Linked DNA regions of Mus musculus: region 2 is linked to region 1. Evidence: chromatin contacts called from public Hi-C data. All regions are on one chromosome and are shown on one strand. The core of a region is the stretch at or near the end of the contact, and the rest is flanking DNA. Distances in the headings are between cores, read along the strand shown.

The links. Hi-C and Micro-C count contacts between places; a contact is called where the count stands out from the background.
Region 2: a Hi-C map of the N1E-115 cell line shows a contact between it and region 1, with 6 times the contacts expected there. The contact joins two enhancer-like sites. A contact is called at or near these places in 3 of 484 Hi-C or Micro-C datasets (the N1E-115 cell line and uterus).

The regions. Positions count from the first base shown.
Region 1 is chr12:33,716,145-33,723,959 of GRCm38.p6, forward strand. No RefSeq gene overlaps it. Among named protein-coding and RNA genes, the nearest start is that of Ferd3l, 210 kb to the right of the region's middle. Within about 2 kb of position 3,072, at least 19 of the 459 cell types and tissues checked have an H3K27ac peak or open chromatin away from gene starts, as enhancers often do. A contact at or near this core is called in the N1E-115 cell line, where this site is marked.
Region 2 is chr12:34,650,607-34,658,421 of GRCm38.p6, forward strand. The region is part of intron 3 of Hdac9 (histone deacetylase 9); the gene reads right to left. Among named protein-coding and RNA genes, the nearest start is that of Gm46347, 130 kb to the right of the region's middle. Within about 2 kb of position 3,220, at least 6 of the 459 cell types and tissues checked have an H3K27ac peak or open chromatin away from gene starts, as enhancers often do. A contact at or near this core is called in the N1E-115 cell line, where this site is marked.

The DNA.
Region 1 (7,815 bases), core at 1,822-4,321:
GAGCTGGGAGCTTCAACAAAGAGAAGCATAAACATTAGAAGATTTTCTGGCAAAGTCTGAATAAAGTTTCTACAGATGTGTGTGATGTGTAAGCATCCTGGTGTGTTTTGAAATAAGATCTTGAGCGCTCTTTCTTAATATCATTAGAGTGAGCTGACGAAAATAGTATTTGTATATTTGGTTAAAGATGCAGTGTAAATAGAACTTTCACACAAAGGAATTTCTCACTAGTAATTTGTATTTTCCTCCAACTTTAGGATTGTAGTATTTAGCAATTAAGGAGTTTCCATGAGTATATGCCCTTAAGAAAGAATGAGTTCAAATATGAAAAACAATTTAAAATTTTGGCAATGTAAAATGACTGAAGATTTATGTCAATATAAAATTTCTCTATGTATAAAGGGCTTTGACAGCTATTATATCATTTGCTTCTCTCAACAGCCCTGGCTGGCAAAGAAGTGCTATTTTTTCCCATTTCCCAGATGTAAGAGTCCAAGGCTCCAAATGTTTGCATGCCTTGCCTTTGAACAATGTTCTACTTAACCGGTGAGACTTGAACTCAGTTTTGTCTGATTCCAATGGTCTCTCTTTCCTACATCATTTGCCAAAGTAGCTAAGCTCAAAAGATGAAAGGTGACTAGTTCTTTCCAAAATTAGAAGTGAAATGATACACTATTTCAATGCATTTTATTCTGCTTTAAATGAAGAAACAAAAGTTCTGGATTATTTACATGCAGAAAAAAAATTTTCTTCCTCAGTTTGATGCTTTTTCCAATCGAAGAGATTTAGGGACGTGGCTTCAGGAATGATGGCGGACGTCAACATTCAAACCCGTCAATAAAGTCTTTGAGTGTCTCAGTTGTCACTGAAATTCAAAATCTCTGTGTTTCTTCTGGTTAATTAATATTGTTTTAAATAAACCTGGAAGAACTTCTTTGAGAAAAGAAAGAAAGAAAAAGAAAGAGAAAGGAATCTAAGATTGAATGGAATTTACAAGCTCATTTGAAGAAGTCTCCACTGTTTTTTCCTTACGAATGTAATGCGTCCCCAGATGGCAGTCTTTGTAGTTTGTGGCCCTGATTCAAAAGGCATATTAACTGCTATTCTCCAAGCTGCATCGAGCATTTACAGGCCTCCCCACAGAATGGGTTCAGTAGTAATTAAAATAACACCCTTCCTCCGGGTGAAGTTACACTGGGGAGCCCTGGGATGTTTTTCTTTCCTTCCTTTGGGTAAATCCCCCCTCAAGTCCAAATATGAAAAAAAATTGAAATGGTGTTTAAAAGAAAGAAGTTGGAGTTAAAGAGGGGTTAGGTAAGAGGAGAGGCACACAAAATAATATCACCAATGTTCCATAAATTATGGTCAAATTCTCTACCACTGATAGACAAATAGGTCTAAAAAAAAAAAAAAAAGGAAAGAAAAAGAAAGAATGAAAGAAAGAACGGGAAAATATCATTCACTCACTGTAGCAGCAGGAAATCAAGGAAAGAAAATAAACAGGCCTGGAATTGAGTGCCTTTAAGCTCTAGTCAGACAGTTTCGCTCTGTGTATTTGTGTGCTGGTAAATGGCGAAGGGGAGGCAAAGGGATGGGGGCTTATGGGATTCTCGGGACTCCCACAGCTACCAGGCCAGCTGTACAAACACGCACAAGCTTTGTTGAGGTACGGTGAGGAACAGGCTGAAGCTGCCGCGCTATCTGACCTATAAATCCCTCCCAAAAGCTGTACTTGAAGGGAAGCCAGGAGTCCTGTGTAAATGTTTCCTCCAGCCAGAAGCTGGTTGTCGGTCACCTCTGCCAGGTCTCTGTCTGTCTCTCAGTGGCTACTCTAGCCGGCTATATTTGAAGTAGCACAGCTAGCTACACGTGTAAATGACAATCTTAAATTCTGCTTCCCCTCTAGACCAAACAAAAAGGAAATAAAGACTCAAAAACTCCACCTCCCTGACTTGTATTTTGTAGCAAATTGTCCACAATTAGGAACAATCTCTTTAGGCGAAGCTGCAGAGCTTTAAAATATTCCATTTCAAATGCAGTAAGTGAATGAGCTTAATGCCTTGACATCCTTAAATATACGCTTCTGTAAACATCGTGGACCCCGTGGATCTGAACCCTGTGCCCCAAGCAACATTGCTTCCTTTGTCCCTTTTTTTCGCTCTGTCTTTTGTGACTCACAATCTCAATCTCATCGCAGTCGGAGCATCTTGACTGCAATCAGCCCACGGACCTAAATTGCTAACCCCAAGGAGAAACTTGCAAGGTTTCGTTCTCTTTTCTAAACATTTCTGAACTTCATGTGACCTCCTTTTATGAAGTCTCCAATTGGCATCCAAACACCTTAAACATCATGCAATCACTAAGCCATATATAGACCATTAAAAACTAGGAGAAAGCTATGTTAAAAAAAAAAAAAAGACAAGTGAAACAGATTAAATTTAAGTAGAAAATAGCTTTTGTAAACACTGAGAAAGCCAGCAGTGACTCAATGTTTAAAATACTTAGAAACGACTTTAGAGTTAAAAAAAAAAAAAAAAAAAAAAACAAAAAACCCGGAGGGAAAGCAAAAGGACAATCCGCACTGCAAACAGAAGGCGCGCACCCAGAGAGCTAGCTGCTCACCTATGTGTGGCTTGCTCTGAGAATTTAGAGGTATATACTTTTGGTAGCATTCAAACCTATTAGATACATATCGATATTAATCAAAAGTTACATCCCCCCCCCCCCCGGAGATAACATTCTGGAATAATCGGAAGGTTTACTGAGCCTTTCCAGCCTGCTCATCACTAGGCTATGCCCTGGACTGGAAAGAGGAAAATTATTGACCTTGCCATCTTACCAGAACCTGTGCTCAAGAAGGGGCATAACAAAACCACAGCACAGAAAGCCCAGCCCTTGTAAGAGTGAGAAGCAGAACAGCAGAGACAAGCAGGAAAGACTCACAGACAGGGAGTTAATAAAATATCCCAGAACATCATGGTCTTTTTATAATACATCCCACGATAACTGTGAAAAACTCCCATCCCATTAAAATAAGGATGAAGTGAGCATCGAGGGATGGCTTGTAGCGAAAGAGCTGCCGCCATGTGAGTCATCTCTTGTGAAGTGTTTAGCTCAGCACAGCCAACCTAAGAGGAGCCCTGGAGCCCTGACTCCTGGCTCCCGTTCAGAACGCAGGATCTGCTCATTTAGATTACACAAAGTAGCAAATAAACTTGCAGAGTATACAGCTTCATGCCTCTTGCTGCAGCCTTTTTAAGTGAAGAAGTCAAGTTTTAGCCGGTCTCTAAGAACTCCAAACAGTCTGGTAATACCATTCTATTATTTCATTATTATTTTTTCTAAACCACTGCGACAAAATTGCTGAGATAATCAAACTTAGAAGCAGGAAAAAGAAATCACTTGGGCTCATGTTTTGAAAGATTTCAGGCTGTGGTCACTTGGCCACACTGCTTTTGAACTTGCTCTGAGGGAGAAGAACATGCATCGTGGAAGGCGCTATGAGGTAAGCTTCCTGACTCTCTGGAAGCCGGAAAGCAGAGCGAGATTTAGGAAGGGCAAGAGACAGGTGTCCCGCAGAGGATTACAGCTTGAGGAGGCATCATGGGATAGGCTTCCTTTACACTAGTGCACACTTTCTTTCTTTTGTTTTGTTTTGAGGGACATCTGGGTTCTTTAGATTAACAAAGAGGTTTTTTTTTTTTTTAATTAGATATTTTCTTTATTTACATTTCAAATGCTATCCCAAAAGTTCCCTGTACCCTCCCCCTGCCCTGCTCCCCTACCCACTCACTCCCACTTCTTGGCCCTGGCGTTCCCCCGTTCTGGGGCATATAAAGTTTGCAAGACCAAGGGGCCTATCTTCCCAATGATGGCTGACTAGGCCATCTTATGATACATATGCAGCTAGAGACACAGCGAGCTCTGGGGGTAATGGTTAGTTCCTATTGTTGTTTCTCCTATACAGTTGCAGACACCTTCAGCTCCTCGGGTACTTTCTCTAGCTCCTCCATTGGGGGCCCTGTGTTCCATCCAATAGATGACTGTAAGCATCCACTTCTGTATTTGCCAGGACACATGTTTCACTATGTTCATAGCAGCCTTATTTATAATAACCAGAAGCTGGAAAGAACCCAGATGTCCCTCAACAAAAGAATGGATACAGAAAATGTGGTACATTTACACAATGGGGTACTACTTAGCCGCCACTTTCAAACTGTTGCCTCACCTCCCTATAGCATCACAGACATGGTTTCAAGCCTTTAACGAATGGGGGCGGGGGGCATGGGGGACTTTTGGGACAGCATTGGAAATGTAAATGAGGAAAATACCTAATTAAAAAAAAGATTAAAAAGGAAAAACTCCATCTTTCAATTAAAACTAAAGACTATTAACACTGAGCATGTCCTTTTTAAGTTGTCTCTTCTGTTTATACATTCTCTGAGCTGTTTATATCTGCGTGGCTTTGAGCACTGATGCAAGCATACTTACCTGCTGGGCTAGCCTCCAGCCCAATGGCTTGTTGTTGTTGTTGTTGTTGTTGTTGTTGTTTTTAGCAGAAAAAATACGCAGACCAATATTTAGAACACTCAGTTGCTTTACTGAATCTTTGTGTTTATTGATGCTTCCCAACTGCTCTCTGCTTTGCTGGATTCATATTTAAAGTAGAAAAGTAGCTAATATGTACAAAGACACTCTAAAGTATACTACGATTTTACTGAAAGCATACTTTTAAAACACGAATTAATCACCAAAATAGAAAATGTTGGAAAGCATTAAAATACATTAATTCACCCAATGTCAAATGTAATGCTTTTAATTTTCATTGTATTTATACTCATCATATTTGTTAAACACCAAATTAAAACTATTAAAATTATTTCGAGTTTCTCTGCACTTTATCACTGTAATTTTGGCCAAACAAATAGAGCAAAGTATGTTGGAATTTCAACATAATAGGATCAATAACGCTGGCTACTTTTCTCCCTTGTGATGTAAGGCAGTGAACAGATTGTTCAGTGAGTAGTAGATGCCCTTTCCTTACACCTGGATATGTGCTGACATCTGGATACCTTAGTGTTGCTGCATACTACATCGTAATGTTTGAATGTCATGATTTATAAGCTATTCCACACTACATGTGTTTTTTTTTCTAAATTCTGATTATTCAATCATAATAACTGTGCAAAGAAATAGATTCTGTGACTGACTACATCCTGCATCTTCATCCTCCCATCTCTTTCTCCCCAAATTCTTTTCTCTTCAAGTTTAAAGTAAGTCCTCCAATTTCAGGCCCTTTCCCTTTCAGTTTTCACAAATAAGAGAAAACGTGAAATGTTTTCCTTTCTATATCTAGATGATGTCACTTAACAGGATGCCTTCCACATTCATCCATTTTTCTGTAAATTATATTATTTCATCAGATATCCTCAGAGTAGACTGGCTGGATCTTGGCAGGTTTTTTTTTTTTCTTCCTCTTCTTTTTTCTTTTGAAAATTTACATAGTGTTTTCACTAATATGCACCTATATCCTCTCTAACAGTTATTATGTGGGGATGTATTTTGCTTTTTAAGTATTTTTCTATCTTTTTTTTATATATAAAACCAATCTAACTAGAATGAGATGGCATCTTGTCATATATTTGCATTTCCCTGATGGCAGATGAAAATAAACATTTTTCTTTGTTCACTGGCCTTTCGTATTTCTTCTTTTGAAATGTTTATTCAGGTCACCTCCACACTATATTGATCCCAGTACCATTCACAGAAGCTAAGTAATAGGACCAAGCTACGTGTCTATCAGGACAGGAGTGGAGTTCATGCTATATGTATTATATTCTATATGTATGTATTATGTGTTGTGGATAATGTGGCATATATGCACACTAGAATGCTTTTCAGCTATAAAACAAAGTATGTTGGCAGGGACATAGCATCATCTTACACAGATCAAGTTTGTCTCAGGAAGGCAAGCATCACACATTTTCTCTCATTTGCAGTTCCTTGATGTTATGCAGACACATGAAATCATCAATATAAAAATGAAACTGTCTAGGGGAACAAAGTGGGTATGTGTGGGAGGGGTGAAGTAGAAGGCAAAGAGTGTGACGCAGAGTGTTCAAAGAGCATTACTTACCTGCAGAGCATTGACTCATATAAAAAACTTAAGAACTCATCAAATTATTTTCCATTTATAGATTAGCTTGCGCATTCTTGTGTGCTGTGCATTTTGGGTTCTTATTCATTTAGAATGTCAACCTTCTCCAGATGAATGGCTAGCACAGATTCCCTGCCATTCTGCAAGTTCACTCGTCAGCCTGTTCACTCCTTTTCTTTGCTGTGCACAGCTTTATAGGTCATGTGATGCCATTTAACCTATTCTTAGTTCTATTTCATGCTCTAATCCATAGTTTCATTGAGAGATGCTATATGGTCTTTCTGATTCTCCTTCATAATACCTACATCCTGTTATTCCCCTCCCTACCCCATAAGATACTAATCTTAATTAGTACTTATATTCACTTGACAATTTAGAATTAATCATTAAAGATTACCTCACGCCAGCATTATATATGTATATATAATATATCATATATATATATAATATACACATATATATGTAATATGTAACATATATGTCAATATATGCTCCAATACAGTACAAATGCTTTGTGAAATTGCAGTCTGAGGATAGGAGATTTGCTGTTTCTTGAGTGACTATTCTCAATGAATTCAAAATTCTAGATATGTCCCATATTCCTGGAACTCCAGAGAGTCCCTGGCTATGTGAAGTAGGTATGTACACTTTCTGACTGAGCCATGATATGTGTGGCCTTTGTTCTTCTAGAGTCCTACTTCAATCAGACCGTTCCATTTTTGTTTGCTGATGTGACCATGGAAGACTTGGAAAAGGACTGCCATGACAAACACAGAAACTACTGTTTGAAACCACAGTTTCTTTAGCTTCTGGAGTTGGTCTTTTTCAATGCTTGAAAAAATAATCTAGATTTTTAATAAGAATTATTGAAGTTACTTATTTCTTTGTGGGATTAGTTTTTGCTGAAGTTATAAATATTTTGGCTTGGAAATTTTAAATTAGCTATATGATCTAATAATAAAATACATAAATAAGCAAATCTTCTAATATCTGTGCTTCTCAGAGGCTTTTAATCTATTATTGATGAATATAAGCAATGTCTTCAGATAGAAAACAACACAAAACACTTCCATTTCAAACATATTTGGCATTCTTTCCAAAATAAATGGTGCGTTTCATGAGAATAACAAGCAAACAAGAGGGTTCTTACTTAGCCGGATATCTGTAAACTTTACTATCTTGATAATTTTCCCAAAACTGTAGAACTTTTCCAATTTAGTTTTAAAGTATTTTATGGTATTTTTGTTCATTGTGCTTTGATGATTTCATAGATGCATAGAGTATATTCTGATTAATCTCATCTATACCCTCTCTAATCTCCCTCTACCATTGTCAAACCCCCTTCCTGATTTATTTTGTGGGTGTGAATACATAAAATGATCACTCTTCACTAGGAATGCATGGAGTAAACGACCTGCATTCATTAGGATGCATCTTTTTTTTTTTTTAGGTATTTTCCTCTTGTACATTTCCAATGATATCCCAAAAGTCCCCCAAACCCCCCCCCCACTCCCCTGCCCACCCACTCGCACTTTTTGGCACTGGCGTTCCCCTGTACTTGGGCATATAAAGTTTGCAAGTCCAATGGGCCTCTCTCTCCAGTGATGGCCGACTAGGCCATCTTTTGATACATATGCAGCTAGAGTCAAAAGCTCCAG
Region 2 (7,815 bases), core at 1,970-4,469, 930 kb after region 1:
GAAAGTCTTCAGAATGTGTAAATAAGGAAGACAGGGGCTGAAAAAGCCCACTCAGGATAAAGGGTGATGAGTTTTCTTCCAAATTCCAGGAAAATCATGGAAAAGTAGAAACAGGAAGAATGGGGGCTCAGAAAAATTTAACCTCCATGCTGGAATTACAATTAAGCCCAAACAAATATAAGGACTCTCTTAAAACAATCTAATAAAAATGAGAGGACTGAAAGTAATCAAGAAATTGAAAGAACTCTAGGACAAAAACACTGCCGTGTCTGGATGCTAAGGTGGTGGGAGGAGCCCTGTCCGAAAGGTCCTCATCAGAAGGAAGGAAATCAGAGACCCCTTGGTCTACCACTGGTGATGTAGAACCAGACGGAGGAAATCATAGGAGACCCTTGGTTCACCCTGGAACATCATTCTATTGCTTGTTCTACTTTCCTGTGGTTTTGAAAAGTTTCACAAGTTTTAGAAAACACAATGGACAGCTGAGGAAACGCAAGTGCTTAGAAAAAGATCAAAGTTCCCTCTCAGCCCTGGGGCAGTGCAGTTTGGGACAAAAATCATTGGTGCGGCCTTAGGTGCTCCTCACCGCCCCAAGTGAAGAAAAGTCATTGATAATAGTCACAAAATCATGATGCACAATGACACACCAACACTGTACTTTATTAGTTGCTATCATTGGGAAAATCAATTACTAATTTCCTTGACATAAATTTTATAGGTAGTATTTCCTCCAATCTTCATACTATTCTTAAAGCATGGTGCTAGATCTCAATTTCCCTGTTCTTGAGGAACAGTGAATAATGTATAATTATTGTATAAACTCAAGTTATTTCTGGCAAATGTCTAACCAGGTCTGCTGGTTCTATAGCAGGGGTTCGTTGCTACTAACTGATGAGCAGGGGGAATAGCTAGCTATACAGTGTGACACAGGAGTCAATGCTAGCTTCCTAAGCATGATTTCAGCATTTGGAAAGAAGTAATGTCTACGCCTCTCAATCCATGTATGAGTTTCAGAGTTTGAGACTGATGGGGTTGAAAACAATTGTCACTCGTTGCCCATCAAGGGACACCCTTCCCCGAAGCAGATCTAAATTCAAGGTCTTCAGTTTTACAAATATAAAGGTGATCTACTGAAAACAAATCCAGAGTGCCTTCAGGGGGAACAGGACACAGATGCCTTTGCTGGTTCACATCTTCCATGGCCACAGACAAGGGTTCCCTCTTGCTCCACTCGTAGCTAGGAAGGCAATATGCATGCTCCCACCAGTCCCTGGTCATAATGACAAATCAGACATTAAATCTATTGGGCAGCTTCATCCATCTTGCTACCCCTTCAGTTAACTTTGACCTCTAGGTATTGCTACAAACAGCTAACACAACACCCCTGTGACAGTGCAGTAACAAACAACTGAGCTCTATCTTTTAGTTCTGTTGCCTGGGCACAAGGTAATCTGACTGCAGTCACGCAGTGTATAGACTTCTCCATGAAGAATGATGCCTGGTGTGGTGTGATCTGAACCTTCCCACAGAAACTGTAAGAATGGGTAGCCCACTTTGCCTGCTGGAACTGAAGCCTCGCTTTCTCATTCTTTAAAAATCTACTTTGTATTCCTGGTGTTGGTAATAAATAAATATGTTACCTTGAAGAATAATTTAGCTCAGCCAATTTCTCTAGAACCTATGTAAGCTTTTCTATCTCTCTCAAATCTAATACTACCCAGATTTTCAAATTGTAAGAGATTAGTTTGAGATTATTTAAGGCATTTGGTCTATAGTACTTTCGTATGACAAACCAAAAGAAAAATGATGCATAACTAAGAAAGCTTGCTATATAAACGTTTTATGTTGCAAATCTTTCATAGTGATAAATATGTGATTTTCCCCTCTGTCTGATGATTTCTCTTTTTTGGTAATTGGATAATAATATATGTACAGAAGTCAAAAATGTATATGTTGAGATCTAACCTCAAAGTGATGGCTTTAGGAGAGGGTGAACTTTGAGAGATGCTGTGGCTGTAAATGCTCTCACAAGTGTAATTAGCATCCTTCTCAGAGAGCCTGATGAAGCAGATATCTCCTTCCATTAATAGCTGTGAGAGCAGAGGCATAGCTTATGGTCCATAAAGCCCAAACCAGACACTTAGTGCCCTGGTGTTTCAGTCTTGGTAGTTCCCAAGACTGAAACTACAAGGCATGTAAGATTTGTGTTGTTTTATACATTTTAAAAAACTGGACTCAGCTCTTCTCTAGGGTAATGGCAACCTGATTTGTTAAAATATTTTTTTAATTTTTAAAAAATGTATCATACATAAGTAAACGTGACTCTAAAGTCCAATATTATGTATTAGCAGAATTGGTTCCTTATGAGGAATTCTCCTAATGGTCGACTATAGGCTGAAAGGTAAGCCAAGTAAGTGTTTTCATATTAAAAAGAAAGAAAGAAAAAGAAAGAAAGGAAGAAAGAAAAATGGAAGAAAAAGGAAGGGAAGGGAAGGGAAGGGAAGGGAAGGGAAGGGAAGGGAAGGGAAGGGAAGGGAAGGGAAGGGAAGGGAAGGGAAGGGAAGGGAAGGGAAGGGAAGGGAAGGGAAGGGAAGGGAAGAAAAAAAGAAAGAAAGAAAGAAAGAAAGAAAGAAAGAAAGAAAGAAAGAAAGAAAGAAAGAAAGAAAGAAAGAAAGAAAGAAAGAAAGAAAAAAGAAAGAAAGAAAGAAAAAGAATATTCTCACAGTTCTTCTAGGCCTTCATGTCTGAAGATTCACACGTTGTAAAGAACTCTGGCCCCTTTCCTGTTCTGGGCAAAGTATAGTCCTCACAAAGTAATTTTATAAACTTTTATGATTTCAGGGATGCTTATTTCAGTTTCTCCACATTCACATCTCTCCTATGTACAGACATAGTCAATGCTTTAACTGGCCACTGTCTTGACATAAGTACCAAAAAGGAAAATAAAGTTGTGGATATCCCAGCAAAAATACTCCCACTTGTGCATGCAGAGAGGCCAAACAGTATTTACAGAGCTTGAAGATGAGAGCAAATGAGAGCAGCTAGGAGAGGAAGGTGAGGACCACGCCCTGGGTGCCTCTCAGTGAAGCTCCTCTCCAAACAGAACAGGGCCTCTGGGTGAAATTCAATTAACAGGGGGAGGTGCTCATGAGGAAATGGGGTGCTCAGATGTCTGCAAGTTAGGGCATCGGGTTCAGATGCAATAATGCTCCTTCCTGGTAAAATAGACATGCTGCTCTCTAGAGGCTCCATGGAAGAATGGCACAATGTGGGAATGGAAGCAAGGCGAGGTAAGGCTGGTCCTCAATGCTTTTTGACTTACCTTACACATTTAGTGCTATACTGAAATGTAAGTAAATACCTTTAGGAGGGATTTCTGCACTTGATGCCAGCAATAACTGTCTGGAAACAGAGTTACAGATCTTTCCTAGTTATTTTATGTGCACTTTAAAAGTTTATTGATATATGCTTATAAATTTAGCCAGTTAAAATGTTTTAATTAAGTTAACTTAATTAAATATTATATTTAAACCAGATTGTATAACTGTTACCACAATCCACATTTAAAACATTTCAAATATTTCAGTAAATTCTCTCCTGCCTAATCCCTATTCCAACCCCAGGTTCTGAAAACCACAAATCTATTTTGTACCTCTATAGATATGAGTTATATTTCATGTTTAAATACAGCAGCTTGGAAACAAAGAAATCAAAACATCACCATGAAGATGTGTTTTTCTTCAAAGTGTCTTTCTTTTTCAAAGTGATCAATATAACTAAATGAGATTCAGCTACCTCACTGAACCAAGTTTCTGGGGCTGTTTTTGCAAACCCAGTTCCTAGGGTCTGACACATTTTAACCCTGGGAAGATCCAGGGCTGATGGTATAGCTGTCGCTAGTGTCTTTCAGAAAAGTCTGCAACATTCCACAGCAAACTAAAGCTTCACTGGTTAACAAGTGGGAAGAATTCATGGTAGATGCTCTAAACTGGACCTCTAGACCACCCCTCCAAACTACAGAGAACATTGCCAAAGGGGATAGAAAGGATAAAAGAGTGAAAAGATGGAGAGATACGCCATAGGAAAGGATATCCCCTGCACATGATATGGCCATTCATGTATTCACTGTAATCCAGGCCATCTGCAGAAGACATGCACAAGACTGGGCTTGCCCACATTTCACCCACTGATGGAGTAGGAACCCAGAAGACTACTGTGCTATCTCCTTATTCAAGGAGAAGGTGTTCTTTTCTGCAGTGGTGAAGCAGCCCTTGCTCCAGTAAATAACCTCCGACCCTTGGTAAGAAACTCTAACTAAACACAGTGAGCCACACACCAAAATAATGAATTGAAGTGTTGGTGGGATCTTGTTGTGGAAAGGGGTTTCAAAGTAAGAGGGAGGATAGAAGAGTGTGGGATGAGCATGACCAAAGTAATTTATACAAAAAGAAGATGCCAGGCAACAAAAACTTTAAAAGGAGTCATGATTTTAGTATTTACCTTCATCAGGAATGATGGGGGAAAAATCCCTTTTAAAAATTAAAACTAGATTCTTCTCTTGTATAAAAGATCCCAACCTAAGTTCCCCCTCCCTCCACTTCTGCAACCTCCTCACCATCTCCCCTCTCCCCAGATTCACTCCCCCTCTGTTTCCTCCTCAGAAAAGAGAAAGCCTCTAAGAGATGACAGCCAGACAGGACAAAACAAGATACAGTAAGACAAGGCAGAAGCCCTCGTACTGAGACAATCCAGTAGGAGGAAAAGAGACCCAAGAGCAGGCAAAGGGGAGATAGATAGTCCTGCTCCCACTGTCAGGACTTCTACACCACCACCCAGCTAACAGCCATAACATATATCCAAGAGACCTGGTACAGACCCATGCATTTTTACCTGAACATTTTTGAATGTTAAACTATCCCTTTCTCTACTAATGAACCAATCTCTACTTTAAACTGGTCACAATCATTTGAGTCTGAGAGATATTACCTAGACATAGGCACCCTACTGAAAACAGAGATCTACCAGGAACCGAGATTCTTGTGGCATTAACTGCAAAGCTTACAAATTCTCTGCTGGGGTTGGACAGTGGCTCTGAAACATGTGGTTAGTCTGGGAAGTGTCACTGCACCAGAGCTGACTTCTTCCTAAAGGAGATGTACCATGTGTGAGAGTGGTGGGGCCACCCTCAGGTCACAGCCCACTGTGGCGGTCTGTGATCCATAAGATGTAAGAGTTATTTTTCCAAGGTCTAGAACCAGCATGTCTGTCTGAGAACACAGACTGGAGCAGAGATTTTTTTTTTTATCAATTTACAATTTTTTTTATCATGTGCTCCTCAAATCCCTGGGGCCATGTGAGGTCCAGTTTGTTTCCAAACATAAGGGCCAAGGCAAAACAATTTCCAGTCTCTCTCAAAGAAAAAATACGAAAGCTGCATCAGGTTCCGGGATGTGCTGAGCTCTGTGGCTGTCTCTGGTGCCTTAAGAACACTGCCGGGTAGGCAGCAGCCTCTCAAGAGGTCTGACTATAGGTAACAGATGAAAACTAGATTCTGAAATCACAGCAAGGCGGAGGTGCAGCCAATTAGAGTCTGGATTAACAGAATAAAGCAAATCAAACTAAACAAAAAAAGAAAAAATAGCAAGGATTTAATGGTTTGACTTTCTTGCCTTTTTAAAAAACTTTAAAGCATTATCAGTTTGGGAACAGTGTATCTTTGTGAATCAAAACCAATGTAATTAATTAACATAACTTGGTCCACTGATTCACCTCCAACAAACAACATGGAAAGGCCCAGGTCTGTACAGTAATGGCAGCTAACACATCTCTTCTCTTCCAAACATCATGGAGCAGTTTTATAAACATCAACTTGTATTAATTTAAACCAAATATTAAAACCAAACTTTTTTCCTAGGTGGTAAAGCTTGTCTGCATATTTTCATTATTACAAAATGGTTGCCTTTAGTCCATAAACTACAAGGGCATAGTAAGGTCACAACGGAGTGGCAAACACAGTAAATTAGAAGGAAAGTAACCAGAGCCTGTATTTAGCATGATTCTTTTCACCTGGAAGTAAATGAGTATACACAGTCCATTGATTAGTGCTGATTTGAAATGGAGTTTCTATTTAAATGATTCTTCTAAACTCTGTTTTATAGCAAAAATTTAAAGTATTTTTTTCTTTATGGTTTTTTTTTATCATCTGAAAATATACAACCCAGGCTTTGCCAAGTGCAAATGTGAAATTTAATTTGAAGCCATTCTTGATTTAGCTTGCACATATACTAACATCAGAAGACAAGAATGCAAAGTGATCTGCTATCTGGAATTGGAAGATAACACAAAAAAAGAAAAAGAAAGAAAGAAAGAAAGAGGAAGGAAGAAAAAGGAAGGAGGAGGAGGGGTAGGAGGAGGAGGAGGGGGGGAGGAGGAGGAGGAGGAGGAGGAGGAGGAGGAGGAGGAGGAGGAGGAGGAGGAGGAGGAGGAGGAGGAGGAGGCCTGTATTGTGCTTGACTCCAGAAGTCTGCCCTAAGTACCATGCAGGATGGTGGAAAGCAAATGCCTGAGTTCACAGTGCCTGCCCCTTTCCTATCAAGCACAAAAGTACAAGGTTTTCCTGAAGAAGAGAAGGGTTTCAGAACTCTCTAACCCATGTGTGTTGATCATGTAGGAAAACTGGCCAGTACTTCTGTTGTGTTGTCTCCATTATATGCAGTTGATACCCAAGATGCATCACATAATGTCTTCAATCTCCGTCAACTACCTCATAAAGAGTCCATTTGCTCTTAGAGAATAAGAAGGCTGTGAGAACAGGTTCAGGATCACTCTGAAGCAAGAATGGACGTTAATAACTATCCTCAGGGGCACAGATGAGGAAAAAGGGTCATTGACTTAACATTCTTTAATTCTTTTAGGTATAATAAGACTACGTCATGATTTACAGCTGAAAAGCACAGCTTTTGTTTTGCTTACCAATAAAAGAAGGTCTTTCATAACCTCAACTGTTGTGACACTCTGAGAGCTGAGAGATTTGAAGTTACCCTTTATATGGTTGGCTGAAATCTCTCTGCCTTGGGGGGTCTGGAACAGGGGGAAGCCTACTGTTGCTTAACTCCTAAGACATCAATGTTTCAGGGCTTACAATTGTATAAAGGCATTTTGTAGGATGACATCAAGGAAAATAACTTTTATGTGTTTATACTTCCAGAGGGTCATATATTGCTAATTAAACAGGATTCCTTCAGTTTGATTACATAAGGGGGCTTGGGTTTGTAATTCAATAGCACGTGAAGGTCAGTAGAGTTATGAAAGAAACTTTAAATTTTATGAGAAATCCGGTAACTATCAGGATATTTGCTCACAGAGCTGGAATATTTCTCAAAGCATTTTCCTGATCTGTTAAGATACAGGAAAATATTTTGCTGGCTACAGGGGTGACCAGATATTACAAGACCCTAAATCATGCAGATGGGTCTTTTTGAGAAAAGCCAATACTGAAACACAGATCCAGATCCCAGATTGTGAGGTTGAAATTTCAAAGCGACTAGACGAAGCAGGCTAAGACCTGTCTTCCAGCTTCGCCATTCAGCTACACTAATACATTCCCTGAGCAGTGTTCTGAAGTCCACCTCTCCAACCCAGCACATCAACGCATGCAGTGAGAGCCTTGACTTTGACCACCATGTTCCCATTTGAATATTTAAGGCAGGGGCGACTTACATCTTACAAAGCCAAGAATCTTTTAAAGTGAATTTCTGGGAGGTTTGAGATAGCGGCTGCTCCAACAATTGTAGTACTGCACTGCCCTCCAGAGGG